Linked DNA regions of Gossypium arboreum: region 2 is linked to region 1. The links are chromatin contacts, called in public Hi-C maps. All regions are on one chromosome and are shown on one strand. The core of a region is the stretch at or near the end of the contact, and the rest is flanking DNA. Distances in the headings are between cores, read along the strand shown. Region 1 has its middle 13 kb from the start of LOC108457676. Region 2 holds the start of LOC108457786 (F-box protein SKIP23-like).

What was found. Hi-C and Micro-C count contacts between places; a contact is called where the count stands out from the background.
Region 2: a contact with region 1 is called in a Hi-C map of leaf, with 2.5 times the contacts expected there. The contact joins the promoter of LOC108457786 here to the enhancer-like site in region 1. A contact is called at or near these places in 2 of 5 Hi-C or Micro-C datasets (both in leaf).

Annotation. Positions count from the first base shown.
Region 1 is chr4:119,401,560-119,409,085 of ASM2569848v2, reverse strand. It overlaps the pseudogene LOC108458959. Among protein-coding and RNA genes, the nearest start is that of LOC108457676, 13 kb to the left of the region's middle. Within about 2 kb of position 2,450, at least 2 of the 2 cell types and tissues checked have an H3K27ac peak or open chromatin away from gene starts, as enhancers often do. A contact at or near this core is called in leaf, where this site is marked.
Region 2 is chr4:119,443,964-119,450,727 of ASM2569848v2, reverse strand. It overlaps LOC108457786 (F-box protein SKIP23-like), which reads right to left and starts at 3,296. Exons shown (of 2, transcript XM_053026585.1): 1 at 2,066-3,296; 2 at 733-830. The coding sequence starts at 3,256. The coding sequence ends at 822.

The DNA.
Region 1 (7,526 bases), core at 1,201-3,700:
CTATTATATTTATTATTTTTAATATATTATTATTTATTACTTTATTTTCCTTACCTTACAATTTTGTCATACTTTCTTTATATTTTTACTATTATTGTTATTATTATTATTATTATTATTATATTATTATTTATTATTATTTTTGTTTGTATATATTATTCATACTATCCTTGTTATATTATTTTTACCATTATTACATTTATTATATTAGTATTATTATTACTATCATTATCATTATTAGTATTATTGTGTGTTTTTATTATATATATATTTTCATATCTATAGTATTATTTTAATATTGTGTTTACTATATATGTTTACCCTTCATACTATTATTAACTATTATATTATTTTTAATAGTATTAACTTATATTTGTTTTTATATATTCTTTTTTATTATTATCATTATTAACTTATATATATATATATCTTTTTATGTACATATTATTATTTTATAGTATTATTACCAAATATATCATTTTTTATTATTTGTACATGATTTGTTTTATTTTTCTTTATTATTTTTATTTTTATTTTTTGTAAATATCATTGTTATTGTTATTCTAATATTCTACTATTCCATGTTAATATTTTTCATTAATGATATCATTGTTTGCGTCGTTTATTTCTTGTAAATTTTTACCTTAGAAATATTTTTTCTCATGTTTTAATTAATTTCAAAAAATAAGGTAATGTACAGATTTCAACATTAAGTCCGTGATTTCATCGCTATGTTGGGTGAATCATGTTGGCTCGTGTAAAAAACGGGGACATCCTTCTCAAAAGAAACCGAAAAACTTGAAATTTCTCGTGTTTTAATCGGATCATGATTAAATGTTATATTGAACTCGTATTTCTAAAATTAAGACAACACATGTTTTACAAGATACCAATTTTGGGCGTCGCAAGGGTGCTAATACCTTTCTCGCACGTAACCGACTCCCGAACCCTACTTTACTCTGATATTCACTTAGACCCAAATTTGACCTTCATTTTTGTTCGAGAATAAATTTTCTTTTCAAAAAAATAAGATGATTTATTAGGTGTCCGATCACACCTAGAAAAAAGATCGGTGGCGACTCCCTTTTTTTAATAAAATCGAAAGTTGATTTTCAAATTTTCAAATAATTGCCTCAATTAGCGATTGAAAGCAAAATTTTTACGTCGCTACAGTTATAATTGTATTTTAATTTTTCAAAAATTATTATTATTATTTTCTTAAAATATCTTTTTGAGTTCACCCTTCAAACATATATACCACACAATTTTAGATAATATGAGGTGATGAGCTGCGTCTGATTTTGGGTAACAATGTCCTAAAAAGAAAAATCCTGTATCTAATTTTGTGTAGAGAGATTAGATTCAAGGGCACCATATAAACGAATAGGATAGGGACATGTGAGAATATCCCATTATCACACACGTACACTCACTATCACATAAACAAAGTAGTGGGCAGCCAACTTTTACACAATTTAAAAATAAGTTTTTTAGATTCGAAATTTTTTTTTCCGGTGTTCGTGAACAATATTCCGGTAACCATGCATTGGAAAGGGCTATGGGCGTTATTCAGTTTTCATGGCGAGGTGAAAGATGCTTTTATCCCGGTTAAGAAAAGTAAAGTTGGAACAAGGTTCGGATTTGTAAGGTTTTATAGTGAAACAGATGCTCTGAGGGCGATTGACAGGCTCAATGGTTTTGTATTACTAGGGTATAGAATTGGAGTGAAAATGGCGAGTTACAGAGGTAGAAGGACGATATGGAGAAAAAGGTTTACTGAGGCCAAGGAAAGTGAATATGTTAGCGAGAAGGGAGATACTTCTGGGAGTTCAAATGATAATCGTCTTAAAAACAAGAAGTTTTTGGAACTAGAGATGAACCAAGCAAAATTTGTACAAGGTTTTGTGGAAGAAGAACTGCTTTGGAACGGAAACTCCAAAGGTGTGTGGTGGGGGAATCAGCGACAGTTTACAATTTAAGAAGTATGGCTGATAGATTGGCTAGGTTCGGTCTTGGGGAGATTTCAGTTAAGAGAATTCAAGGAAGATTTTTCCTGATAGAAGTCCCCGATGAAGAGTATATGAAAGTTTTGAAACAAAATGATTGGGCATATTTGAAGGAGTATTTTATAACAATAGAACCATGGTTGGAGAAGAGATACGTTTCAGAGAGGGTAACATGGATCGAGGTGGCAGGTATTCCATTACACTGCTGGAATTATGAAACCTTTAAAACAGTGGCAGAGTTATGGGGTAAGTTGATATCTATGGGGGAAAGTTGGAATAGGACAAATAACTTTGAAAAGATGGAGATGTTGATCTCTATAAATAAACCACACTTGATCGATGAATTAATAATTTTGGAAGTTGGCAACTGCAAGTTTCCGATTAGGATTAAAGAAAGAGGGCTATCAGAATGGGAAGGGGAGAAGTCCTTGAATGTTCAGGATCAGTCGGAGGAGAAGGGAGGAGAATCTCCGGAAGTTGAGTCAGGGTTTAGATCAGAATCGGAAAATCTCCAGGAGGAAATGCGAAACGACAAGGGAGGTGCTTTAAATACAATCAGCCTTGAAGAAGGTGTAATTGAAAAAGATGGCACGGGGCTTTCCGCAGAAGGAATTATGTCAGAGGAAAAGTTTTTTGGGAATAAAGAAAACGTTTCTGTTGAGGGTGTGGATAACAGATCAGTAGTGGATAAGGCCAAGGAGGATGGGTTAAATATGGGCCTTTTTACCCATATGGTCATGAACGTAGATAGTGGGCATCATAAAAGTGTGGACCTAGTTCAGGGCTCTATAGGTGAAAATGGGCAGCTTCTCAGGAGTGGTAATAGCCCAATGGAATTTATTGTAGGAGGCTATGGTTCGGGGAGTAGGAGCAGGGAAGAATTGGAAGCTAGGTTTAATATCGAAGAGGAATTCTTTCAAAATAGTTAAAACAGAAGAAAGAAAAAGTCTCTGAATAAAAGAATTCGATCGATGCGTGAAATACAAAACGGTGTTTTGTCGACAAAGGAAAAACAGAAGAGGGATAGAAAGGAAAAGATCACTAAAGGCAACGAGATAACAAGGTGTGAAGAATCAACGGTAAATTTATCGTTGTTCGATTCAGATATAAGCAATCGTAGAAGGGTAATTCTAAGGGAGGCAAAGAAAACTTGAGAAGTAGGGAAGATGCTGGGGCTTAGTGTGAGGGGAGATGAGGAAGAAGTAATTGATGAAATTATAAGATTGGAGGGGCAGTAGAGGGAGGAAATCGAGGGATTCGAATGGGCTAGAGGCAGGTATGTCGGTAAGTTATTCTTGTCTTTGGAAGTCTATCTTTGCTCTGGTTGTGTAGTAAATTTAGTTGAGGGTATGAGAATCTTATTGTGGAATATTAGAGGGTTGGGGTCGGAGGTGAAAAGGGAAGCTGTAAAAATATTATGTCGCCTGTCTAGAGCGTTCGTTTGTTTTATACAGGAAACAAAACTAGAGGTGATTATTAAGGATGATGTGAGGAAATTATGGGGGGATGATAATTGTGAGTTTAGATTTGTTGCAGCTGTAGGTAGGTCAGGTGGTCTGTTGACAATGTGGGATAAAAACGAATTCATTTCTTTTTAAAGACTGAAGTGATGACAGAGTGATAGCCATTGAAGGTAAATGGGTTAAAGAGGATTTAGATGTGGTTTTTAATTAACGTTTATGCTTCTAATATCGTGTCGGAACAGAGTACCTTATGGGGGGTGATAATGGAGTTAAGAAATCAGTTCGCAAGCCCTTGGATCGTGGGAGGTGACTTTAATGTGGTTCGTTGCAGAAGTGAAAGGAGCAACTGTTTGGGTTCAGAGATGGGGTCTTGAGAGTTTGTTAATTTTATCTATAAATGTAATCTCATTGATTTGCCTTTGTTGGGAAAGAAATTTACATGGTATGGATAGGACAACAAAAAAAACAGACTCGATAGGTTCTTGCTGGAAGATTTTTGGCTGATTAAGATCAAGGATCTTCAACAGCTGGGTTTAAAGAGATCAGTTTTCTGATCACATTCCAATCCTATTAGCAGACACAGAATTCGATTAGGGTTCTAGGCCTTTTAAGTTTATAAATGGGTGGTTAAAGAAAAAAGGATGTGCAGACTTGATTGAGAAGGAATGGATCAATATGGAATGTTTGGATGTTCAAGTTGCTTGAAATTTGAGAAAGCTTAAAGGGGTCTTGAGAAAATGGAATAGGAACAATTGTAATATGTTGGAAGATAACATTGTAGAATGTGAAGAAATGATTAAGAAATTAGATGTAATTAGTGAACAAAGAAGACTGAGTGAGGGTGATATGGAAGAGCTTAAGAGATTGAATTCGGATGTTTGGAACGCATTAAAATTCAAAGAATCGTTATGGCGTCAGAAATCTAGAATGATGTGGTTGAAAGAAGGAGATGCGAACACAACGTTTTTCCACAGAGCTGTTAAAATAAAAGCAAAGCGAAGAACGATATACAAAATGAAAATTGGGAATGCTTGGTGCAATAATCCGAGAGAGTTAAACAAGAGAGTGTATGAATTTTTTAAAAATCATTTCAAAGGGCGTTGGAGGAGATGGTGGGCGCTTCGGGCTGTGAAGGCGTGATGAGTGACACGGTAGGTAGTGTTAGAGCTATATTCTCGGGCCCTTGTGATGATAGTGATGCTGACACATCTGAATTAGGAGTTGTCATTACAGCGTTGGACATTTTTTCTGAGTTAGATTGGAAGGGAGGCTCTTTAATTGTTGAAATGGGCTCGAGGTGGGTTTTTAACTGGGTTTTGGATAAAACAAGGAGACCATGGCCGAAACGAGCTATATTTGCAGGCTTAGAAAGGAGGATTGCCTGTGTTGGAAAGATATCATTTTCTATAGCTAATATAAACGAGAATGAAATGGCTGAAACACTAGCAACTGCTGGTATGAGTAGGCCATGTTTTGTTTAAGGCTTGGTGGTGAGTTTGGTTTAGTTTTTTTTTTTTTTTTTTTTAGAATGTTTGAGAACTGGGCGTGCTTTTGTATGAGTCTAGATGGTATTTCATTGTTTGGGTGGACTCTCATTGTTTGGTTGTTGTGTCTTTTGATCAGAGAGAGATATTTTTGGAGGGGATTTCATTTTTGTTTGGTGTTTTTGATGGGCTCTGTTTTATGTGTGGTTCTTTTTGGTTGATTGGGGCTAGGTGGAGTTAATAAGATGTTTTTGTATGTTATTTTCTGTTCTTTGGTAGTTTTCTACCATTAATGAGCAAAAAAAAAAAGTAGTGGGCAGCCAAAGTAAAAGGCAAGAAAAATGTGAGAATATCCCACGAAACCATAAGAAATTCTAATTTCTATTAACTTAATTTTGAGATGTGACATTTTTATCATAATTTACAAGAGAATGGGTCAAATTCAGGTCTCTAATCCAATTAGACTTTCTTCTTATTTTTTAATAATTCATTTTATTATAATTTAAAAAAATTAATTAAAAGTTATAGCGTGTCAATTCTTGGTCCACTAGTCCAATTTTTTCTAGCTCAATTTTTAAAATATGACAGAAATTAATCAATTCAAGAAGTATAAAGATTAAATCTATAAATTACTATTGAAGTACATTATGGTAAAAGTTAACCAAAATCTAACTTACATATACTATTTGGTACACCTTAAATAATTGCACTGTAATTTTTTTGCCAAATTAATCTAATAATTTTTTGTGGGTAGGAGCATATTTGACAAGATATTTTCAAATTCAAGAACTGTGACCTAGTTCAAACCAATACTTTTACTTCTATAAATCGTAGCTTCATAGTCAAGATTTGGGCATACAGTTACCAAAAGTTCTCAAATAAAAAATTTTTTAAAAAAAAGTTGGGAGATGTGGAAGTGACAATAAAGGAAGAAGAAGCTAGAGCTGACGTAGAGATTTGGAATTATGTGTTAGGATATGTTAAAATAGCTGTCGTTAAATGTGCTGTTGAGCTTGGGATATCCGACATTATTGAAAACTATGGAAGCCCTATGCCACTATCCGAGCTAGCCACTGCCCTCCGATGCGAACCATCGCGTCTTCATCGCATTATGAGGATCATGGTCCACTACCGAATATTCAAACAGGAACCCATCAACCAATACACTGTAGGCTTCTCATCGACGCCATTGTCTCGTCGTTTGATAAAAGGTGGAGAAAATCCATGGCTGCTTTCATATTGCTCATGTACAGCCCTACTTGCTTAGCACCATGGCATTGTCTCAGTGCTCGAGTCCTTGAAACCGGTAATAATATCTCACCATTTGAAGTAGCAAATGGGAAAGATATATGGAGCTACGCCGGTGAACCCCGACTTTAGCGAACTCTTTAACAACGCCATGGATTGCGATGCTAGACTGACGGTGCAAGCGACAATCGAAGGATGTCCCGAAGTCTTCGATAGAGTCGAAAGCCTAGTCGATGTTGGTGATGGTAACGGGACTGCTTTGATCCTTTTAGTTAAGACATTCCCATGGATTCGAGGCATCAACTTTGATCTCCCTCATGTCTTCACCTTTGTACCAAAATCCGATAGCATTGAAAACGTAGGAGGAGACATGTTCATGTCTATCCTAAACGCCGACGCAGCGTTTCTCATGGTTAGTATTTTCTTTCCCTTCATTATATGGTCTTATACGATTAATCCATACATTGCAAACTGCAGTGGGTATTACATGATTGGGACGACGAGGAATGCATTAAAATGCTAAAAAAATGTCGATAAGCCATTCAAGAAGATAAAGGGAAGGTTATAATCGTTGAAGCAGTTCTTGAAGAAGATAAAGAAGGCAATGAGCTAGGTGTCGTCGGGTTGATGCTAGACATAACAATGATGGCTATTACTAATAAAGGGAAAGAGAGGACCTTAAAGGAATGGAGCTATGTTCTTCGACAATTTGGTTTTACACGATTCACTGTTAAACCCATACGTGTAGAAATCCGTCATCGAAGCTTATCCTTAGAAAACAAAATTCTGTGGCTCTTCACAGTTGTTCATCCACTACCATGATAAAAACTTTGTTGCATGAGAAATTTTTTAGTTTTGCTCTTCGTTTAATAATTCCCGTTGTTGGAATAATATCGATCTGGTCTGTTCAAACAATAATAGTGTTAAATATGACTCCTGTTTTCAGTCAAATTTGAAAAATAATCTTTCAGTTAAACTCTGTTTACTTGTTTCAATCAAACACTGATTAGTTTAGATTATTTTATTATTATTTGATCTATGAATTTAGCTTATAAATAGGCTCTTTTACAATCTTAGAATATATGTCCATTAAAGATTAGAACTCATAACACATTTAGAGAATTTTGTGTTTACGTTTTGTGGGTTCTTTATTTTTGGGTTTTCGGGGTTTAGTTTTTATCTCCATCTTTTTGTACTCTTCGTTCTTTTACTATTATAGTAAAATTATCTTTGCCCGTGATTTTTTATCCTCTTTGGAGGGGTTTTTCCACGTTAAATTTGTGTGTTCAATTTCTCAATTTATTCCGTTATTTTCTTGTTCGTTG
Region 2 (6,764 bases), core at 2,047-4,546, 41 kb before region 1:
GGGTGAATTATTCAAAAATGTTGATTTTAATCATAATTATTTGTTAATTTTACAAAATTTATTAGATTAGGCTGATTTTGTAAAAACTGGATGCATTTTTAGTGGATATTATGGGAAAACTGGATGCATTTTCAGTGAATTAAATGTGCTTTTAGCTTTGGCTAGTTGGTTAAATAATGTTAATGTTTTTGTTAGATGGTTATATAGTTGTAATTATATTCTTGAGTCTCAAGTTTGATTCTTTTATTACTCATATTTGTATTTTTTATTTTATGTTGCTTCAAATTTTTATTTTAATTAATATTTTTAACATATTAGCTCATTTCGTTAAATGATTAGATAATTATGATTATATGATTACATCCTTGAATTTGAGGTTTCATTATTTTTATAAACATATTAATGTATTTTTTATCTCATATTGTTTCAAGTTTTTTTAATTAATGTTTTGATGATATTTTTAATAATTATTTGATTTTATAGATAAAATATTTTAAAAAACATTAATTAAAAATAAAAATAATTAAAAATATCATCAAAACATTAATTATAAATAAAAAAACTTTCCAAGATTATCATTAAACTCCAATAAAAAAATTAAGTCTATTCGAAGGATCCTGTACTTGAGAACAAATGAAAATGCTTTGGATGTCGAACTTTATACTTGTTTCCATAAAAATATGGACAATTATATTAAACTCCAAGATTATCATATCATGGCCACAACAATAGTTGAAAAAGGGAAGCCTGAATTGGCAACTGAAATTATTAACCAAAGTATGTTCAATTTTTCCAAGATTTCCTTGGAAGAGTCCATATGATCATATCCCCTGTACACATGTCCAAATATACTTCAACATGGGTACTTCAAGATTGAACACACGAGTATTTCCAGAAAAAAAAAAAGAATCCGAGCAAAGTATAAATTTATGATTGAATTCCCAAAAGATCAGTATGATAGCTGCTTCAGTTGGATAGTATATACAAAGAACAACAATAGGTAGATAATCAGCCATATACAGCCCAATGATGAAGCAGAAGTACGACACGTACTACACTAGGCTGATTCTCCGATAACCATAGGTAGACAATCAGCCATATACAACCCGATCATATAGGCTAGGCTGATTCTCCGACGTTTATTTGTGCCTATAGCATTCACCAAACCAGCTTTTAAGATGCTGTTACAAATATGACTTAATTGAACGAAAATAGGGTAAAAGTACCATAGAGGCCCGTATACTAAAATGTCCAATTGCATTTTGCCTCCTCTACTCGAAAAATGAACAAATTACTCTCTATACATTAGATCAAAGAACAAACTAGTCTTTCTGCTTAAAATCCCATCCATTTTTTCTGTTAAAAACTGGTCTCCATACATTAGCATGGCCACGAGTTACTGCCTAGTTATTTCGTCAATCAAGTCAGTTTTTAACAGTACAAATTGATGAAATTTGTAACATAAAGGACCAATTTGCTCTTCGATCTAACGTACAATGATTAATTTGCCCATTTTTTAGTCGAGGGGTAAAATGCAATATAACTCCTAGTTCAGGGGCTCCATGACTTTTACCAACAAAATTGCAGTAAATAGCACAAATTTATTGCAGGACTACTACTTACAAGAAGTAAATATAAAATGGCAGGCTCATGGACAGAGCGCTTAACGGAATTGTCCAAATCGGAACTACAAATCAACATAAACAATTCTAAACCGTTAGAATGTACTGGGAGACATATGAAAGAGATCTGCATTCGATTTAGACTTCTCTTTGGCATTTTCAGTAAGATAACATTAGATGCATAGCATTTCAAGACATAGTTTGAAGCTAGCATGCCTATACCATTAAGCATATGTTTTCCTCCACTATCAACCATAGAACCGGTATCTCACATAAAAAACACGACTCAAAAAGCTTTCCAGGGAGTTTCACCAGTTTTTTACGTGATTCTACTTAAGGATTCTGATGCTTAAAGATCTTCATGGCTATTGCAACAGTATACAGAACTATATATAAATAAAAACTCGACCCAAAGTTCAACACTGCAAAACAAAAATACTTACATCCGATGCTGTTGTGGATGAAATCCAATGAGGTGGTGGCCAGAATAGCTCGGAAAATTGAGGAAACTTTGTTAATGGTCCTATAGAACCGCTTTCCAAATCGAATACACCTATATCACAATGCTCCGACGCTCCATCTTCTTCCCCGAGTGAATAGAAGAAATTATCCACATAGATTATGCAATTCCCTCTACACACGGATAAATCTTCTATTGAAGCAGAAAAGGTGCAACCATCACCTAAAAATAACACGCGATTGTCCAAATCCTTAGCTTCAACCCACTGCTTACCAACATCATCCAACTTAAAAACCTTAAACTTAACCGTCCTCTCGTTCATATACAAAGCAAGGTTTTCAAAATACTCCTCGACGAGCCCGAAACCGGCCGAAGAAGAAGATGAACCGGGCTCAGATTCAATACTCAAATACATATCAACCAACAATAACTCACCCTTTGAATCAACCAAAAACTTCTTATCACCACCAAAAACAGGCATAGCAATCAAATTTGTCTCGAAATCCAATCCCACAACCACAGTCCTACCAGTATTATCAACAGCATAAAAATTCCCTTTATATAATATCACATCGTCAAAAGGAGATGGCATGTCTTGAATTATAGCCCATTTCTTAACACTAGATTTAAACATTGCTAATTTCCCAGAAACATGAATTGTAAGTATAATGAAATCATTAACATTATCTTCTAAACAAGACAGGACAACTTTTTCCATGTACAAGTTGCCCACACTGTGATGAGTTAAATAATGAAGCACATATTCTTCACCCAATTCAAGAACCCTAAAATCCAACAAATTTAAAGGTTTGGGGAAATTATCAGGGAGAGAATCGAAACGAGACCTTGAGAGAGGGTTCAAAAGCTGGACTCTGCCGTTCATCGGATCTTCTTCGATTTTGATTACCCACGAGGAGGGGCTCCAAGCGTTTGTTTGGGTTCTAGTTGTGGGTGATCCGAGGAGGAATACGGAGCGCTTTGAGAGGGAGAATTGGGAGGAAATAGGGAGAAGCGGGAAACGGGGAGCGAAGCGGTTGCGGCAGCGGTTGGGGGCAGTAACGGCGGAGCGCCAGGTGGAGCAAACGGAACGGAAACGGATGACGTCATAGTGGGTTCCTAGGCGTTTGGAGATAAGTTCTAGTAGTTCCTTGGGGAGTTGGGTCCAATCTGCCATAGTAGATTTTCCCGAGAAACTGATGGAATATTAGCAGGAACACTGTAGAAATAGCCTTATGTACCATGGTAGAAGTAGAAAGGGTCGTAATCAGATGGGCTTTTGGGTTGGGCCAAATTTAGTTTTTAATTGGTTAAAATGTGATATTAGTCCTTGCACTTTACAGAATATGAGATTTAGTCCCTCTACTTTAAAAGTTAAAAATTCAATCCTACTACTTTTTTTTCCAATTTAAAAAATATGAGTCCAATTATTATCGTTGTTGGTAATTTATGTTAGAAGTTTTCAATTTAATATGTTTATTTTTTTGTCAATCATATACCACATCATATTAGGGTAGCCTAATATGCCAAGTTGACAAATTTTGACAAAAAATACTAACAATGTTAATGATTAGATTGTGAAATTTAAATTATAAAAGTAGGAGGACTTAATTTGTTAAATTTTCAAATACAAGACTGAATCTAACTTCACATTGTAACCTTTTAAATTCAGAAAGTTGTCCTTTTTGTTAAAAACATGATTTTGGTCAAATTCCACCTATTAGTCCCTATAATATATGTAACTTGTAAATTTAGCCTTTTTACTCTAATTTGATCATTTTAAGTCCTTTTACTTTTTGAATTTTAAAATTTTAGTTGTTAAATTTCGACATTTCCAAAATTCTATACGACAAACATATTATCGCATGTCTAATGTTATACCAAATACCATATGAATCATGATTAGAATTTCAAAATAAGAAAGGTATAATGATTAAAATGATCAAATTGGAGAATTGAGACTAAATCCAAAACTTACGTATAGTACAAAACTAATAGCAGAATTTGACATAATGAATTTAACTACTATAGTTTGCAATTCGATCTGAAGTTCAAACTTCAAAAAAGATGTACTAAAATTGACCAAATTAAAGTAGGGTAAGCTAAACTATTAGTCACTAAACTATGGTTAACTTTTCATTTTGGTCACTTAACTAAAAAAAGTTACAATTCGGTCACTGAACTATTTGAAAGTTTTCATTTAAGTCACTGAGTTATTTAAAAGTTTTTATTTAAGTCAATAGGCTGTTAAGTTTTTTTTTTTTTTAAGTTCTGCTAGCGAGCTCCAAGCGATGATTTAACGATCGATATGGTGGATCAATACCCATTGACGAGTAGTAAAACATATCTTAGATCTAAGTCGATTTGACAGCCAACGTCGGAGATCAGAGAAAAAAAACTGTTTGAATTTTGGTTCTCATATTCATGATGTCCAAAAGTTGTTTCATGAAAAAGACTAAACTGTAGAAGAGAAGAGGAAAGAGAGTTTTCGATTGGTGTAGGCAATGCAAACATAAAAAGCCATATATCATCGATTTTAATAGCTCAGTGACTTCAATAAAAACTTTTGAATAATTTAGTAACCAAATTGTAAGTTATTTTAATTAAGTGATCAAAACGAAAACTTAATCATAATTTAATGAAATTTAGGCTTTCTCTCACATGTTAGCAATTATTTTATGCTCTATTTATTCTCCTTTTCTTTTTAAGTTACTTAAATCTATCTTTAAATCATGATATTAGACTATATATTTTGTGAAAACTTTAGATTTATTCTGTGTACTTTAATTTAATAAATTTTAGGACATCGAAATTGTGATATCCCGAATTAGGGCCTAAACAGAATAGTGCTTTCGAAACCACAATTCTGAAGTAGAAAAATTTATTCCGATTAATTTTTATAATTTATTGAGTGATTAGATACATGTGTTAGAATATCGATAGAAAATTTCATGAATTGCATGTCTAATTTGCCTATTAGGACTTAATTGCAAAAGTTGATAAATATGAGTTTTAGATGTTAAAGGATTTAATTGAAGAGCATAATTGAAGTAGAGGTACTTAAATGGGAATTAAACCATTAGGTTTTCATGGACAAAAGTGGACATACATAAGTAGAAATAACCAAAGTTTTTAATGAAGGGTATTTTAGTCATTTGGTAATTAAAAGACTAAAAAAAGGAAAAAGATGGCAAAATATGTCCATCTTCTTCATTAGGATGAAATTTCAAGGGTTCTTCATAGCTAGGGTTTGTTTCAAGCTCCATAGTAAGTGATTCCAAGCCCCGTTTTTAATGTTCTTTGCGTTTTTGGAGTCCCGGTAACTTGATTTAACTTATTCTAGCAATAATTTAACCTAAGGTTTATATTTAGAAAAATACCCATAGGTGAAATGCGTTTGTTTTGATGTTTTATAGTATAATATGAAGCTTTAAATTGTGTTAAACCACTTTGCTAAACGATTTTACGTGAAAACGAGTAAAATGACATTATCGGTAAAAATACCTAATGTTTATAACTATATGTTAGAGTGAGAATTTGATGTTTCCATAGAAGGGAAAAATGATCAGCATGTCATAAAACATAATAATTTTGGGAAAAAAATAATTTTTTAGCTTTGGGGCAAAAGTGTAAATATGCAAAAGTTTAGGGGCAAAATTGTAACTTTGCAAAATTTAGATTTAAGGACTATTTTGATAAATTTGAGTATTAAATCAGCTAAATGTGTTATTTTAGACCAAGAAAGACGTGGAATCGACCTTAATCGGGGAAAGGAAAAGATTATGGACTAAATTGCAAAATTTCTTTATTTTGTACCGAGGTAAGTTTAGGTGTAAATGTAGGAAACATAATTGTCATTTTAAGTAATTTAATGTTATTTATATGATATGATGATTAATATGATGAAATATTATGCTTTGTGGTTATTATTGAGTAATATGCAAATTATGTGTGCTACTTGTTAAATATGAATTGCTACCGAGTATTGGTTTCGATATTCCGTTGAAGACGGAAAATATGTGTGATCGAGGAAAAAGCCCGTTTGAACCTTGGGAATAGATTAGAATACAAGTGACATGTCATTAAGATATTTGAGTTTCGAGCTAGTTGAGTTGAGTCCAAGTTCGTGAGATGTAACTAGGCATCCGAACTCGTTGAGTTGAGTCCGAGTTCACTTATGGGCGGGTTACATGGTAGCTTGGCTACATAATTTCTGCAGGCTATTGAGTTTGTCTAACTACGGGTATGACACTTATGTGCATGAAATCTGTGTATTCGAATCATATTCCGATGTGTTCAATCTTAAATGGATAAGGTGAGTACCTAAAACGAAGGTGACATGTTAGTAAGTGTGGTGAATGAGAAATTTGTACAGATATGTACTTAACCTTCGGGTTGAGACTTCAATATAACAATAATATGGTAGGATCATGAATGAGAAATATGATATGAATGCTTTGGTGGTTTTATGCAAATGTAGGTTTCGTATTATTGCATGGTTATGTTACTTGCTATTTACATGTGAACTTACTAAGCAATTATGCTTACTTCCTCCTCTATATTATTTGTAGTTTTGTCAAGCTGGCTAGGAGATCGGGAATAGTCGAAGGCGCGCTCACACTATCAACAAACTATTTCGGTATAATGACTTATATATTTTGGGAATATGGCATGTATAGCATTAT